5 separate regions of the Mus musculus genome follow, and all the other regions are linked to region 2. A link is a contact called in public Hi-C and promoter capture Hi-C data. All regions are on one chromosome and are shown on one strand. The core of a region is the stretch at or near the end of the contact, and the rest is flanking DNA. Distances in the headings are between cores, read along the strand shown. Region 1 holds the start of Ahsa1 (AHA1, activator of heat shock protein ATPase 1). Region 2 holds the start of Gtf2a1 (general transcription factor II A, 1). Region 3 holds the start of Nrp (neural regeneration protein). Region 4 holds the start of Sptlc2 (serine palmitoyltransferase, long chain base subunit 2). Region 5 holds the start of Gstz1 (glutathione transferase zeta 1 (maleylacetoacetate isomerase)).

Region 1 (2,700 bases), core at 194-2,693, 4.3 Mb after region 2:
AGCATCTCTCTCTGTCCTGCAAGACAGAAGCAGCGCTAAGGGCTGGCAGTCAAGAGGAGAACGCACTGTTTCATTCAGCAGGTGACTGCAAGGTTAAAGGAGGCAGAAAACAACCCAACCCTCTCAATTCTACCCTAGAATGTCCACAAACATGCTACTTTTAGGAATCCAAAGGGGTGGCGAGTTGTCAACAAAGAGAGGTGCTGTGCAAACCAAGTTAATACTTTCCAGTCTTAGCACAATGAGCCTTGACCGTTAAAATGGCGCCCCCATTTGGCCAAGAAGAAAGATGTGACCATACTGCTTAAGTCAGGAGAGCAAAGACAAGCAAGCATTTTTGCTAAGAACTTCAGTTTAAAAAAACAAAACAAACCAACAATAATGCTAGCCTCATTAACAGTGTTGTGTCCCGTTCAGTGTTCAAACTTTGCCCTACACATCCTACATCCTCTAGACAGTGTCACAAAGTCCACAAGAAAAATTACATCAAGTAGAATGTTAAAAAGAGACAGGTTGAAGGGGGAAAAAAAAGACGGTAAAAATCAATTCTTTGCCCTTCTAGTACAGCTATTTAAAAATCAAAAAGCTATAACTGAGGAAAAAAAATATAATGTCTGTAAAGTTCAGTGGCACTCCAAATAACTTTGTTTCCAGAAGATTTCTGAGAGATGAGGCAGCTTCCAAGACCGGTTAGGCTGTAAAATCATGACTGCCGGGCAACCTGGAGTTGTTACAACAGAACTTAACAGTTCCGGGTAGGAGACTGCATTGCGTTCAGCATCCCGAAGCTCCAAGTGCCCTGCAGATCACGTTCCAAAGCTTCTCACGCTGGACTGAGGCAGTAGTCCCCTATGACTTTTGCTTTCACTGTAACCCGCAAACCAACAACTACCGCGCCTGGAGCTCTCGAATTCCCCAGCAGACTCCCAACACAATCGGCAGGGGTCTGGATCTCAAGGACGCCTGCGGCCACGTGTAGGAAGTATCACCCGGCTCAGGCTGGATGCAGCAACTAGGGCACTCTGTTCTCGCTCTGAAATTCCTCCTTGGGGACTCAGCAGTCCATGTCGAACCCATCGCCCCTAAGACTGTGATGGTGGCGAGGGATGGAGGGGACCCCTGCTACAGAAAGGACTCACGCCCAACCCCAGGCCAGGGTTACTTGGGTCCCGTACTCGCCAAGGTCCCAGACACCTCCAACCCCTAGCCTGTTAACAGTGCTCCTGCGGCCTGTCTTGCTGGCCCATACCAGTGCCAGTTGTTGACGTTGGTGGCGTCCGCCCGCTCCTCCACGATCCAGCGTGGGTCTCCCTCACCCCACTTGGCCATCAGCTCACTTATCGCACCGCTACCAGCTCCCAAGCAGCCGCAGCCACAGCCTGAGGACCGCTCGGTCCCAGCCGCCTGGCAGCGCCTGGAAACTACTAGAAGCAGCACAGCACCTCCTGGCTTGCTTTTCCCTCCACCCCAACCCCCTCCCAGCCTTAACTTCCGGCTCCTCCTCGCTCTTACCGGGTACTTCCGTTCCAGCTCGCCGAGCCGTAGGTTCCGTAACTTCTGGCGTTCCTTCCAGCTCTCTCAGTTTATCTTAAAAGCTCTTAAGTCTAGGCCCTCAAGATCCTAATCCCCACCGGCTAGGACACAAAATATTCCTCTCATTGTCTCCTTGGGCCCTAAACCGACCTTGCTGAGCCTGATGGGAGTTGTAGTCTTTAAACCAACCCTTCCGATAACTGCGGAAGGTCATGCTGAAAGTAAAGGAAATGACCTAGCACTATGCGCTAGTATTTCTGGGAATGCTAGTCCAGAAGCCTCGCGGCCCGCAGGGAGGACGAAAGAATGATAGAGGTTATGGAACTACAACTTCCAGGATGCTTTGCGGGTATTCCTTTCACCTTCTTCAGACTCTTCTCCGCTGTCCCCTTCTGCTCTTCTCTATGCCTCACAGCCTGTTTAGAAAGGCTGGTCCAGCGGCTGAGCCTGGCGCTGTCCTGAGAAGGAGCGCTCGGTGTGGAAGAGGTGAGGGTGTCCCAAGCCCCTGTCTAGGCCTCGTGTCTAGGTGAACCCACCCTCTCCGCACCCTTTTCTTTCCCTGTCTTTTCTGAGGCATCCTTACACTCTCACTCCGACCTTCTTCTGTCGGGACCACTCTTGGGAGCTCCGAGATGGGGCTTTCCAGCAAGCCTCAAAGCAGCTTACTCAACATTTGGTTCTGAATATGTCTTCTCAGGCACCCTCTAGGCTCTGGTGTTTGTGGTAGATGCGTGGTTTCCTGGACCTTGCTCCTGTAATCCAATCTCTCAGGTCTTTGTTCTCAAACATCGCCTTAAAAACCTAGCTTAACTTCCAGTAGCTGGTTTCTACAGTACCCTGAGGCAAGGAACCTCTTGGTTGTAGGGTTTTGGTTTTTGGTTTTGTTTTGTTTTGTGTTTTAAACGGGTCCTGTTTTCCCTATGTCGTGTTCCCGTCCTCTCGCATCTGTCCCCCTATCCATGTCAGACTGTCAGTGTACAGGTGACGATAAGATCAAATCTCGGAAGCATTTTAAATCACGTTGAAGCCCGCTTTCCTTTGAGCATTCTTAGAGTTATAAATTGTTACCATTTTACTTACCACGTAAATCACGGTCTCTTTTGTCACTCGAAATACAATGTATCCACTACTGTAAAAAGAGTCTTAAGAATTCTTGGTGAAGTACTA
Region 2 (2,700 bases), core at 109-2,608:
TCTCTTGGGACAGGCCAGGCAAGTTGATGAGTCAACGGCATGGGTTTCAGATGTGGTTAGTCACTGTGTGCTGGCCAGTGTGCAAATCACAGCACTCTGGTAACATTAAAAACAGAGCAGTAATGTATGTCAGGGAGTCAAATATGTAGTAGTTGTATCCGAGTTCCTTTTCTTTTTTCGTCATTTCTACCACCCTAAGAAGTCATCTAAAGTACTTTTGAGTTGGTAGAGGCTGACTCTTTGGGGCATTTTAGCCAAACCACCTAATAGTTTAATTTTGTACAGACAAACGGCTGGAAACACCTACAGGCGTCCCTAATTCTGTAAAGTAGACAGAGGGAGAACAAAGCTTTCCTAGCCTTTGGACTTATACACAACTTCACGAGGTCTGTCCTTTGCAAGAGGCGCGAACTTCCTCCTCATCCGACCTAAGCTCACGAATCAAAAGATGACTCCGCATTTAAAAACTGTCCCAAGCCCCAGCGCGCGGGAGCCGGAAGCCGCGCCACGTGACCCGCCGTCCCTCCGCAGCCATCCTCCGGGGAAGCCTATCGCTTCGGCGGCTACTCCCACTCCTCCGCTCCACCGGAGCGGCTGCGCGTCCACCCGACGCAGCGCTAGGTACCCTTGATCGCTGGCTTCCCTCAATACCCCAGCCTCCTCCGGAGGACGCCTCCCGGTCCAACCGGTCGCCACCACCACCGCCACGGACCGCTTCCGCCAGGGTGCGGACCACGTGATCGCGCGAGCCATAGGGGGGTGGGGAAAAGGCCGCGGCGCGCGCCTTCTTTACTCCAGGCCCGCGGCCCCGCCCACCCGGCCACCCAGCCGGGGCGGGGGGGAGGGGGGGGAAAAGAAACCTGGCGACGCCCCGGGCGCGCGTGCGCACGCGGTTCTCGCGGTGTCTCGCGCTCGGCCCCGCCCCCCGCTGCCCCCGCCCTTTCCGCCCCTCCCTCCCTCCGCCCTGTCTCTCGGCGGCGGCGGCGGCGGCGGCTCGCGCAGCTCGTTGGCTCGCTATATAAAGGGGAGAAGCAGGCGGACCGGACGGCTGGAGCTGCAGCCGGTGGCGGCAGCGGTGGCGCGGGGAGCGGTGACCGGTGTTGGTTTCCCTCCTCGGCGCCGAGTGGGGAGCGGGTGACGCCCCCTAACCCCCTAAGGGGTCGTGGCTAATTTTTTCCCCCATTTTTTCTTTTTTCTTTAGGCGATTCTCGAGGTTTTTAGCTGCGGGAGGAGTGCCCCCCTCCTCCTGCTCTCCCGCCTCTTACTCCTTCTGGATCGGTTTTGTTGAGAGATTTTTTTTTTTTTGCCCCACTCTTGGCGGGTGACTTGGGTCACCCTCCGGGTCTCAGTTGTTTTTTTTTTTTTTTCTTTTTTTTTTTTTTTTTAAATTTTTTTTTCCTTTCTTTCTATCTCGTTCCCTCTTGTTTGTGTTGTGTGTGGAAATGGCGAACTCGGCAAACACAAACACCGTGGTAAGGACGTGGTGCGGTGGCCGGCGGGGGCTGCGAAGGTTCCGGCGGCAGGCAACGGCTGGCTGGGACGGACGGACGGACGGGCGGGCGGGCGGGGGCGGGCCCGGGCGAGGCGGCGCTCCCGACCGGGTCCCCTCCGCCCTCCACCGCCGCCGCTGCCCGCCGCGGGCCTGGCCGGGCGGGGGGGACGCCGAGGACTGGCGGGAGGAGGGCGGCGGGGGCCGGGAGCGCCGCGGGGCGGGCCACGCAGGCCGTTGGGGCCCTGGCTTGCCGACCCCGGGGCGCGGACGGGCGGGCGATGGCCCCACGCGGGGACCCGGACCCGGCCAGTCCCCGAGCGAGCGGCTGCGGGTCGAGCCCCGCGTCTGGGGAAGCCTCTCGGATACCGCCGAGGCCGGGCGTGCCTTCGGGGGCTCTCCGGAGGTGGTGCTTTGGGAGAGCCTCCTTTGGGGCCGATTTTACTAATCCTCCGAAAGGAAAGAAAGAAAGAAAAAAAAAAAGACAAAAAAATTATGAAGGTTGGAAAGCACTTATCTCGGTTCCTCCCCAGTGGGTAAAATGGCGAAGGGGAAGCAAAACCCCCGCGGTATCTTCGACTAGCCTAAGCACCAGAACAAACAAAGCCTACATGAATGGCCCAAGAGTCCCCGCTTTCGCCTCGAGATTTGCCTACTTCTTCCCGTTGCTCCCTTTTTTAAAAAGGAGCAAAAAAAAATTTTTTTTTGGTTACTTGCGATCACGTAGGTTTGCAAAAAGCAGTCACATAAAAATAACCTTTTAAAAGAGTCACCAACGCAATGTGATCACTAGGCCACCCCATCTCTTGATTTCTTTTTATGACAATAAAGCACAATATTTGTTTTTTTGTTTGTTTATTTTTAAAAAAAATTTTTTTTTTTCATTTTGCCCGGTCCCAAACGCCGCAGAGCAGCCTGCGGCTGCCCGACACTATACCGTTGGCGACTCGGGTCGATCCATCATGGCTGCGGCCGCTTACCCTGCTTTTCAGTGCCTGCGCCTTGTGGTCCTCCTCCCTTTGGCTGCCCTGTTTATATAGAGCCATTGCCGCTCTCTAATATAGACTCTGCCAGGATGGGAAGGTGCTTTTCAGGCCTACGTCACCGCCTCTCCATTTAAACACCAGATCCGGCTTTAAATAGTGAGAGCTGCTGAGCGCGGGGCTGGGAGGTGCGTGCTCCCGAGGCGAGAGGAGCCGGCGTGCGGAGCT
Region 3 (2,700 bases), core at 186-2,685, 4.1 Mb after region 2:
GGAGAGATGATTCAGTGATTAAGAGTGCATACTGGCCTGGCAGTGGTGGCACACGCCTTTAATCCCAGCACTTGGGAGGCAGAGGCAGGCAGATTTCTGAGTTCGGGGCCAGCCTGATCTACAGAATGAGTTCCAGGACAGCCAGGACAGAGAAACCCTGTCTCGAAAAACCACCACCAACAACAACAACAAAAAGGAGTACATACTGCTCTTACAGAGGACCCAAGTTCAGTTCTAAGGATGCACATCAGGAGGGCTCAAACTGCCTGTAATGCCAGCTCCTGTGGATGCAATGCCCCCTTCTGTACTACATGGGGCACCTTCATTTATCTGTACTCACCCACACTGACAACATACATAAATACTTTAAATTGCACTGACAAAAGCAAAAGTGCTAAGTCATTGGAGAACTAACCAACTCTCTATCCCCAGACTAGCCTTTTCTGTGCATCAATTTTAACAACCATGTAAATAGAACCACTATCACTTGTTAGATACTTACATTCTAGCATAAATCTACCAAGTTCATCTATAAACTTATTTATTCCTCTCCCCAATTCTATGGGGGAGGTATTACAGATTACACTTTTTAGACAATTAAAAAGTCCTATGAGACCCTTTGCCATATTGACTTCATTATTCGGATTATACAACTATTAAAGTTTCAATCACGAGCTACCTCTGTCCAAATGCTGTCGAGTGACCCCACAAGCAGCTCAAATTCACATCCTGCAACTTTTAATCTTCTCTAGGTTTCTTCTTCCTCAATTCTAAAACCGCTGGTCATCTATGCTAGGAATCTGGAGTGTACACCTTTCTCCGCAAACCAGCAAATATGCTGTCGGTTTTACTTTAAAAACTAAGTGATTCCGACTCGTCCCCTTTATCAATTCCTTGGTCCAAATTTCATCTTTGAACCAAATGAATCTCTTCTCTCATCTCCACCCCTTCGTTCTTGCCACTTGAAAGTCAAGCTCCCCTGAGGTCAAAATAGCTCCTTCTGACTCGTGAGTGTCCAAGTAAGCAAATAATTAATCTTTCCACCAAATCATTCCGAATGACTGACTACTGTCGATCGGGCGAGTGGAGAGGATCGTGCCTAAAGAGTTAACCCGAAGCAAAATTTTATGCGCAAGAATTTACTCAAGAGCAAACCACTTGTGTTCTTTTCAAAAGAGTATCAGCATGCGTCCCTGAGCAAGGCGTAAGGGTGACGGGCAAATTTAGGAAAGCGCTCCTTAAAAAATAATTAATAAATAAATAAATAAATAAATGAAATTAAAAATTAAAAAAAAGCAAACCGCCTGACCATGTAGACTAAGGTTCTTTACAGAGAAGTTATGTTTTGCGAGTTTGTACATAGGTTTTACGCGTTACTTAAAATAAAACATAAAGACTGCGCCCTTCCTCATCTCCATCACTCACTCGCTGCCGCGGTCCAAGGAATTTTTCTGACAAACGCAATAGGCCGACCAGTACTGGAACGCAGTGCGCTTAGCCCCTTTATGGCGGAGGCTGCCATGTTAAAACGGAATGAATCGAAACCCTGGAGTCGTGACCCCGGAAGAACCTGCCAGAGCCGGAATTTCGAGTTCTGCTTCCGGGCCAAACTGTTGGCAGCCTCGAGATGGGGAAGATGGCGGCTGCTGTGGCTTCATTAGCCACGCTGGCTGCAGAGCCCAGAGAGGATGCTTTCCGGAAGCTTTTCCGCTTCTACCGGCAGAGCCGGCCGGGGACAGCGGACCTGGGAGCCGTCATCGACTTCTCAGAGGCGCACTTGGCTCGGAGCCCGAAGCCCGGCGTGCCCCAGGTAGGAAAGGAGGAGTAGTGTGTGCCAGCCTAGCGGCCGACTGGGCCACCCGAGACTGGGCCGCCTCCGGGCCGGCTTTGGAGGGAAGCCCCTGCTGGGCCTGTCCAGTGAGCTGTAATGTCGAGCGATGAGCGACCAGCTGCCTCGCTGTCCCAACGCTCTGGCCACGGCTTGTGCCTTGCCGCCATTTCCCCCAACCCACGCGGGCCACGGCTTGTGCCCTGCCGCCATTTCCCCCAACCCACGCGACCTTGCTAAAAAAAAAAAAAGAAAGAAAAGAAAAGAAAGAAAGAAAGAAAAAAATCTGGAAATTGCTTGTACCTCCTTAACTATCTGTTTAATACTAATACGATATTTTGTGTAAAGCTCAGAAGAACATCTTCGTGGACGTTAGGGTGGCCTCATAACTTCAGATAAAAGCAGCCATTTAATAAGTCTCAAACCGTTAATCCGTTGGGCCTGAGACTCGATCGACCCTGTCTTCTCTGAGGCTTTGAAAGTAAAGGTAAAATTAGCAGGTTTTTTTCCTGAGAATCTAGGAGCCTGGAGAGATAGCTCAGTAATTAAGAGCATTTACCTACTGGTGTTCCCAAGAACACCAAGTAGATTTGGTTCCTTGCAGCCACGTGGCAGCTCACAGCCTTCTTGTAACTCTTCCGGAGGATCAGACACCCTCTCTTGAGCTCCACAGGAGAGCACTCGTAGACATGTAAATAAACTTCTAAGCTAAATCTAAACAATTTATGTACCCTCCCTATTTCTTCGTGATGAGAAGAAAGGGGCCAGAGGGTATGTTTATGTATGGTTTTTCAAGACAGGGTTTCTGTGTATCCTTGCCTTTTCTGAAGCTCACTCTGTAGACCAAGATGGCCTCAGACTCACAGAGATCC
Region 4 (2,700 bases), core at 97-2,596, 4.2 Mb after region 2:
ACCAAGTTTGTGTCTGGTGCCCTGGGAAATCAGAATAAGGCTTTGATTCCTCTGGCACTGGAGTTATAGATAGCTGTGAGCCACCATGTGGGTGCTAGAACCAAATCCAGGTACTCTGGACAAGCAGTGTCCAGTACTTCACTGCTGAGCCATCTCTCCAGGCCCCATAGAGTTCTTTTTGATTCTCGTGTTCACTTTTGAGATCAAAGGGTTTGTGACTTGAAAGTTTTGTCCTTGCTCCACTTGCTGTTAAGAGTACCTCTTCTAAATCAAGCAAAACAAATAACCTTGCCAACGCAGTTCTAAAGCTCCAGGGGAGAAGGGGTTGTGTGACACAGGGATTCACACAGATGCATTCGGCAATTAATAATAACCAGCACTTAATGAATACTTACTAATTGCCAGGTCCTAAGCAAAATACATTACAGGCATTAACTCATTAGATTCTCTTATGGCAACTGTTATTATCCCCCTGAGCAGAGGAACATAGAGGTCACTCAGCTAGTAGGTGAGGCAGCCAGGATTCAAACCTAGACTGAGTCATACTCTTAATTATGACATTGATTTTTTTTTTTATGGGTAACTAAAGGTCTTTGTAATGCTGAAATGTAGATCAATTTCTTTTGCTACTGATTTGGATTAGGTATTGTGATAGGTGTCCAGCGCTTTACTAATGTAATTCTGGCAAATGAGTCCATGAAGCAGGAAGAATTTTAAAAGAACTTGGCTCCTAAAGGAGTTAATTCCTCAAGTTTCAGTTTCAGTTATCACAAGATCTGGAAACAGATCAAGTCTCCTGACTTTCAAGGAAAGTCTTCAAAGGAAATTGCCCTAGGAAAACCCGGATAGAAACAAGTGATGTGCGCGCGAGGCGTTCGCGTAGTTCACAATGAAGAACAGTGAGAGACTGTCAAAAAGGCTATTCTATTAACACCCACAGAGGAATTTGCTAATGAAATAAAGGAGCTGCCTGTCTTGGGCTCGGATTCAACCTGAGAACCTCTCGGGAGGAAGGGCACAGAGGGCAACCACCACCAGTGCTAGAGAACCGGGAACAGGCTCTGGAAATAGGCTCAGCCCCTGTTTCTTTCTCCACACTCTAATTGGCTGTTCCTTTCCGGGCTCCGCCTCCTTCTCAACCTGGACCAGTAGGCGGCAAAGCTCCACCTACGACCTGGCTAGGGCTCCAATCAATTGCTCAGTTCTCGAGTTCCTCTGAAGAAGTCCCCTTGATGTCTGCAAGCCGCTTTTCCCTTGCTCTTAATTCGCCAGAATCAGCATGAGATCCGCCCCTCTCGCCTTTGGATTGGTCAATAGCCGATAGACCCCGCCCCATGTTCCCTCCGGCTGCCGGGCTTCGGCGAGCCCCGTCTTCTCGGGTGGCCCCGCCCTCGCGTGACGGCCGGACCGGGAATTGGCAGCGGCGCTGCAGCCATTTCCGGTTTCGGAGAGGTGGGTGCGGTGCGGAGCGGGAGTTGGCTCCGCCGCCACCTCCAGAGCCTGTCCTGCTGCCGGGTGCTGCCGGGAGGATGCGGCCGGAGCCCGGAGGCTGCTGCTGCCGCCGCCCGATGCGGGCGAACGGCTGCGTCAAGAACGGGGAAGTGAGGAACGGGTACTTGAGGAGCAGCACCGCCACCGTCGCGGCTGCCGGCCAGGTACGATGGGATCGAGAGGCTGGGCGAGATCGGGGCGGTGGGCCGGGACCCCCGCGAGCCGATGCCCGGGCTGGGCCGGGCCGGGCCGGGGAGGACGGGCAGCCGCGCGGGCCGGTCAGTGGCCGGCTGGCGGCTGGGCGCGGCTCAGGTGTGCTGAGCGACGGGGAGCCGGCGCTGGCTGGGCCTCCCCCCTGAGCGGGAGGGAGACTCAAGGGCAGCGCGGGACTCTACAACTATGTGGGGCTCCCTCACCGTGAGGGGCTCCTCGGTTCTGCCCGCTTCTCCAGTTATTCGAGCCTTCCCAGTACTACCCGGCTCCGCAGCGATGAGCTGTGGTTCTCTGCCCTGCGGGGGTCCCAAGGTTTACCTGGTTTCTTAGGTGTGCGGTGTCCCCTAGTTCTGCCTGGCTCTCCAGCCTCCCGGGGCTCCTCAGCCACGCGGGACTCCTGAGGTCTGCCCGGCTCCTCAGCATTTGCTGTTCTGAAGGGCCCTGGAGGCTGGGCTTCCTCTGCAAGTCTCTGGTTCTTAACCATGTGGATCACGCAAAAAAAAAAAAAAAAAAGTGCAGGCCGCTCCTAGTGGGAAGCAGAGGAAATCTTTCCCTCGAAGTCCGGCGATACTTTCTCGGGTTCCTGCCCGGGTCCCCTCGAGTACATGCTTCCTGTAGAGTCTTGCAGCCCCAAAAGGAAGCTGACGCTCTGAGAAAGTTAGGCAGTGCAGTTGTGGAAGCACAACCGGACAGCCTCTTCCTATCACGTTCTGGACTTCCTTTATGGGGAAAACCTTGGCAGGGAACCTCCTCGGGGGTCTTGTCTTGAAAATTGTCCCGTTGTGCGATTGGTGAGACCCCCATCCCACCATCCAGATAGGATTTTAGGTGGCCCCTTCACGGCGCAATAGAGCTATCGTGGAGGGCGTTGCTTAATCCAGTGGTAAGTTGTCATGAGTCCTTGTATTAATTAACTGAAGTTGAATCATCAACCATATCCATGAACTTCTAAACTATCTTACAGAATTCTGAATTCCTAGCAGTATTTTGCTTGTT
Region 5 (2,700 bases), core at 201-2,700, 4.4 Mb after region 2:
CAGTCTAAAGAAGAGTGGTTTATTTTGGCTTATAATTCAAGATGTAGTAAGTCACCTGGGGTGGGGGTGGGGTGGGGTTTGGGGGAAGAGCAGCCTGAAACAGCTGGTAAGTAACCTATGCATCCACAGCATGAAACAGAACAATGCTGTGTGTTGGTGCTTGGCTGACTTCCCCCTTATTATGGGCCCAGCCAGACCCAACCCAGGGAATGGTGTCACTCTCCCACATCAGTTAACCTGATAAAGACAATCCTAACCCTCTCTGCAGAGCATCTGGAGGCTTGTCTCCTATGTGCTTTTAGATAAACAGGGAGAGAAATCACAGCTAAGCACTAACAGCAAACCACCTGGCGATTTTTGCACTTGAACAGCTACTTTTTAATATCAAGTAGAATGTCCGTTTAATTAGCACCGGGAAGGATCATGTTTCCAACTCAAACATGCATTCTGGCGACTTTAAATTTGCAGTTTTTCTGTTGTGGGAGACTCGGCCCATGCTAGGAGCTACGTCAGAGTTGCGTACATCCCTAGCTGTTTTTATACCATTTCTTACATGATTAAAATCCTGAAAAATCACATCTGTATGTGGAAAATCTATATTAACCGGATGCAATGTCCTTTGCATCTAATGTGCCGCCTTCCTACATATCGGCCCTCCTAAGAGACTCAATTTTAAGTCTCTTATAAAACACACTCGCAGCTCCATTCCAGCAATGGCTTAAATACAAATGGCTCTAGGGTGGACTAAAGAAGTTCGACTTAAACCCTGGACGCTCCATATGCCACAGCCTGGAATCCCAGCACTTGGAAGGCGGGGGCGGGAGAGTCAAAGTTCAAAGTCAGGTTGGGCTGCACAGCAAGATCGTTTCTTAGAGCCAAACCGACAAAACTAGAAACCTGAGCAGATACTACAAGTGATTATTAACGTCGTTAAAGAGTCACATCTTTCCCCCTTGCCTTTGGTGCATGCCTGGACCACCAGGTCCCCTGAGAGACATACGAAGGGCGCCGCGAAACTGCAAAGTAGGGAACCATGTTTGAAAGCCCTAGAAGAGGTCTGTCTACCCGAAGCAGGGAAAAGCGCGATTGGACGCCCCTCAAAAGCTTCCAAGTTTAGCCTTCCCGGCCCAATCTACCACCACCATAAGGTTCAGCGGCCAGCGCGCAGGTGTAGAGTGAGCGGGCGCCGAGGTGCACGCCGGGAGTCGTTGTGGCGCCACGCGAAGAAGCGAGCTCTCAGCCCCGCCCCCCCCCACAGCTCTTCTCCGCGTTTCTCAGGAGAGACCCTCATCCCCGGACGTGGGGCACAGACCTTCCCGGCTTGCATCTCGCCCGGTCGGCCGGCCAAGAAAGTCAGCTCTCGGGACTAGAAGATGACTGAGGCCTAGCGGGGTCCAGAGAGCGAAGGTTGGACTAGATGGCCTCCCTCCTTCGGGCTGGCCCCGCCCCCGCCCCCTGAGCTGCTGGGAGTTGTAGTTCATGAGCCGACTCGAGTTTGTCAGTCCTTGGTTTCCCTCCGCCTCCCGCAATGCTCTACGCCTCAGGCCGCCTCTTAGCTGCCCGGGCGGCCACCACACTTTCCGCCCCGCCCAGAGCCCGGGGCCCGGCGCTCCGCGGCAAACGGAGGGAACTACAAATCCCATGGCACCTCGAGACGCCTTCTTATGACCCCTTGACGGGGCAGCGGACAAGACCCGGCGTGCCTCCGGCCCGGAGGGTGATCCTTCGGAAGGGGAGGATGCCGCCGGCCATAGGCGGTGGCCTAGCGGGCTCCGAGCTGCGTCCCCGTAGGGGCCGCTGTGTGCCGCAGGCTGCCAGAGCCGTGAGCCGAGACGTGGTCCCCCAGGCTGCAGCACGGAAACTTAAACGGCCTGCTTGGAGCTCGCGGCGCTTCCAGGCGGCAGGGTGGTGGGCCACGTTGGCTGTGGTGACGCTGCTGTCCTTTGCCACCCGCTTTCACCGGCTGGACCAGCCTGCTCACATCTGGTAAGTGGCGGAAAGGACTTGGCGGGCACCATGGCAACTGAGAGGGAGTGACGCCACCCTCTGATTGGCTTGAGGGCGCGAAGTGGGCGGGATTCATCGGAGGCACGACAGGTCCTTGGCGGTAGAGAAACTCAGTTGTATTTCGAGGGGAGTAGGGGGTGGCTGGGGAAAGCTTTCCGGTGTGTCAAACCTCGGAGAATAGGTTTGCCCTGGTGGGGGTCCCACACTCGGAGTTTGCAGGAGTTGTCCTCATGTCTTCTAGTCACCTGGCTTTAAAATGGTGATACTCAGAGGTTCTTTGAACTTGGCTGAGAAATTAGTAAATTCGTAGAACATAATTTTCCCAAAGCGTGATTTTCAAAGAAAAAGATTCCTATAGAGTAAGGATAGTTTGGGTATCGGGAGATGGCGGCACAGATTCTGAGCAACAGGTCTGGTGTTATCCTGTGAGAATTATTTTCTAGGCCTTACTTTGTATGATACAGATGGTGGCTTGAGGCTTGGTTCAATTCCATTTCCCAAGCTCACAGAGTTACTTGATCTTTAGCTGGAAGGGATGTTTTATCTTCTCTATATCACCAAACAGAAACTTAGCATAGAAGGTGTCACAAGTGGATCTTACTCAAGAGCAAGCAAACACACTGACAGGGCTGCTCCTATAGGAAACTAATAAATTACTGTGAAGCTAATTAATAAATTAGGTGCATTTTATGA

What was found. Promoter capture Hi-C pulls out the DNA fragments that hold promoters and counts their contacts. A called contact is a pair of places that touch in the nucleus more often than the background predicts.
Region 1: a contact with region 2 is called in a promoter capture Hi-C map of pre-B cells. The contact joins the promoter of Ahsa1 here to the promoter of Gtf2a1 in region 2. A contact is called at or near these places in 3 of 39 promoter capture datasets (cranial neural crest, maxillary cranial neural crest and pre-B cells), 2 of 484 Hi-C or Micro-C datasets (B cells and CD8 T cells) and 1 of 9 other capture datasets (adipose tissue).
Region 3: a promoter capture Hi-C map of pre-B cells shows a contact between it and region 2. The contact joins the promoter of Nrp here to the promoter of Gtf2a1 in region 2. A contact is called at or near these places in 6 of 39 promoter capture datasets (the HPC-7 cell line, cranial neural crest, frontonasal cranial neural crest and 3 more), 4 of 484 Hi-C or Micro-C datasets (CD4 T cells, the G1E-ER4 cell line, embryonic stem cells and 1 more) and 1 of 9 other capture datasets (adipose tissue).
Region 4: a Hi-C map of CD8 T cells shows a contact between it and region 2, with 9 times the contacts expected there. The contact joins the promoter of Sptlc2 here to the promoter of Gtf2a1 in region 2. A contact is called at or near these places in 1 of 39 promoter capture datasets (pre-B cells) and 1 of 484 Hi-C or Micro-C datasets (CD8 T cells).
Region 5: a promoter capture Hi-C map of pre-B cells shows a contact between it and region 2. The contact joins the promoter of Gstz1 here to the promoter of Gtf2a1 in region 2. A contact is called at or near these places in 2 of 39 promoter capture datasets (cranial neural crest and pre-B cells) and 2 of 484 Hi-C or Micro-C datasets (B cells and CD4 T cells).

What each region holds. Positions count from the first base shown.
Region 1 is chr12:87,265,471-87,268,170 of GRCm38.p6, reverse strand. It overlaps Ahsa1 (AHA1, activator of heat shock protein ATPase 1), which reads right to left and starts at 1,443. Exons shown (of 9, transcript NM_146036.2): 1 at 1,250-1,443; 2 at 1-16. The coding sequence starts at 1,329. Vipas39 (VPS33B interacting protein, apical-basolateral polarity regulator, spe-39 homolog) reads left to right here and starts at 1,885. Exons shown (of 20, transcript NM_001142580.1): 1 at 1,885-2,019.
Region 2 is chr12:91,588,307-91,591,006 of GRCm38.p6, reverse strand. It overlaps Gtf2a1 (general transcription factor II A, 1), which reads left to right and starts at 1,358. Exons shown (of 9, transcript NM_031391.2): 1 at 1,358-1,472. The coding sequence starts at 1,443.
Region 3 is chr12:87,442,752-87,445,451 of GRCm38.p6, reverse strand. Nrp (neural regeneration protein) reads left to right here and starts at 1,435. Exons shown (of 1, transcript NM_001013372.2): 1 at 1,435-2,604. The coding sequence starts at 1,534. The coding sequence ends at 1,941. Alkbh1 (alkB homolog 1, histone H2A dioxygenase) reads left to right here and starts at 1,613. Exons shown (of 6, transcript NM_001102565.1): 1 at 1,613-1,810. The coding sequence starts at 1,628. Slirp (SRA stem-loop interacting RNA binding protein) reads right to left here and starts at 1,556. Exons shown (of 4, transcript NM_026958.3): 1 at 1,426-1,556. The coding sequence starts at 1,522.
Region 4 is chr12:87,387,001-87,389,700 of GRCm38.p6, reverse strand. Sptlc2 (serine palmitoyltransferase, long chain base subunit 2) reads left to right here and starts at 1,346. Exons shown (of 12, transcript NM_011479.4): 1 at 1,346-1,655. The coding sequence starts at 1,530. It overlaps Gm33444 (a long non-coding RNA gene), which reads right to left. Exons shown (of 3, transcript XR_381803.4): 1 at 2,023-2,700.
Region 5 is chr12:87,146,457-87,149,156 of GRCm38.p6, reverse strand. It overlaps Gstz1 (glutathione transferase zeta 1 (maleylacetoacetate isomerase)), which reads right to left and starts at 1,450. Exons shown (of 9, transcript NM_010363.4): 1 at 1,313-1,450. The coding sequence starts at 1,327. It overlaps Pomt2 (protein-O-mannosyltransferase 2), which reads left to right and starts at 1,255. Exons shown (of 21, transcript NM_153415.4): 1 at 1,255-1,986. The coding sequence starts at 1,529.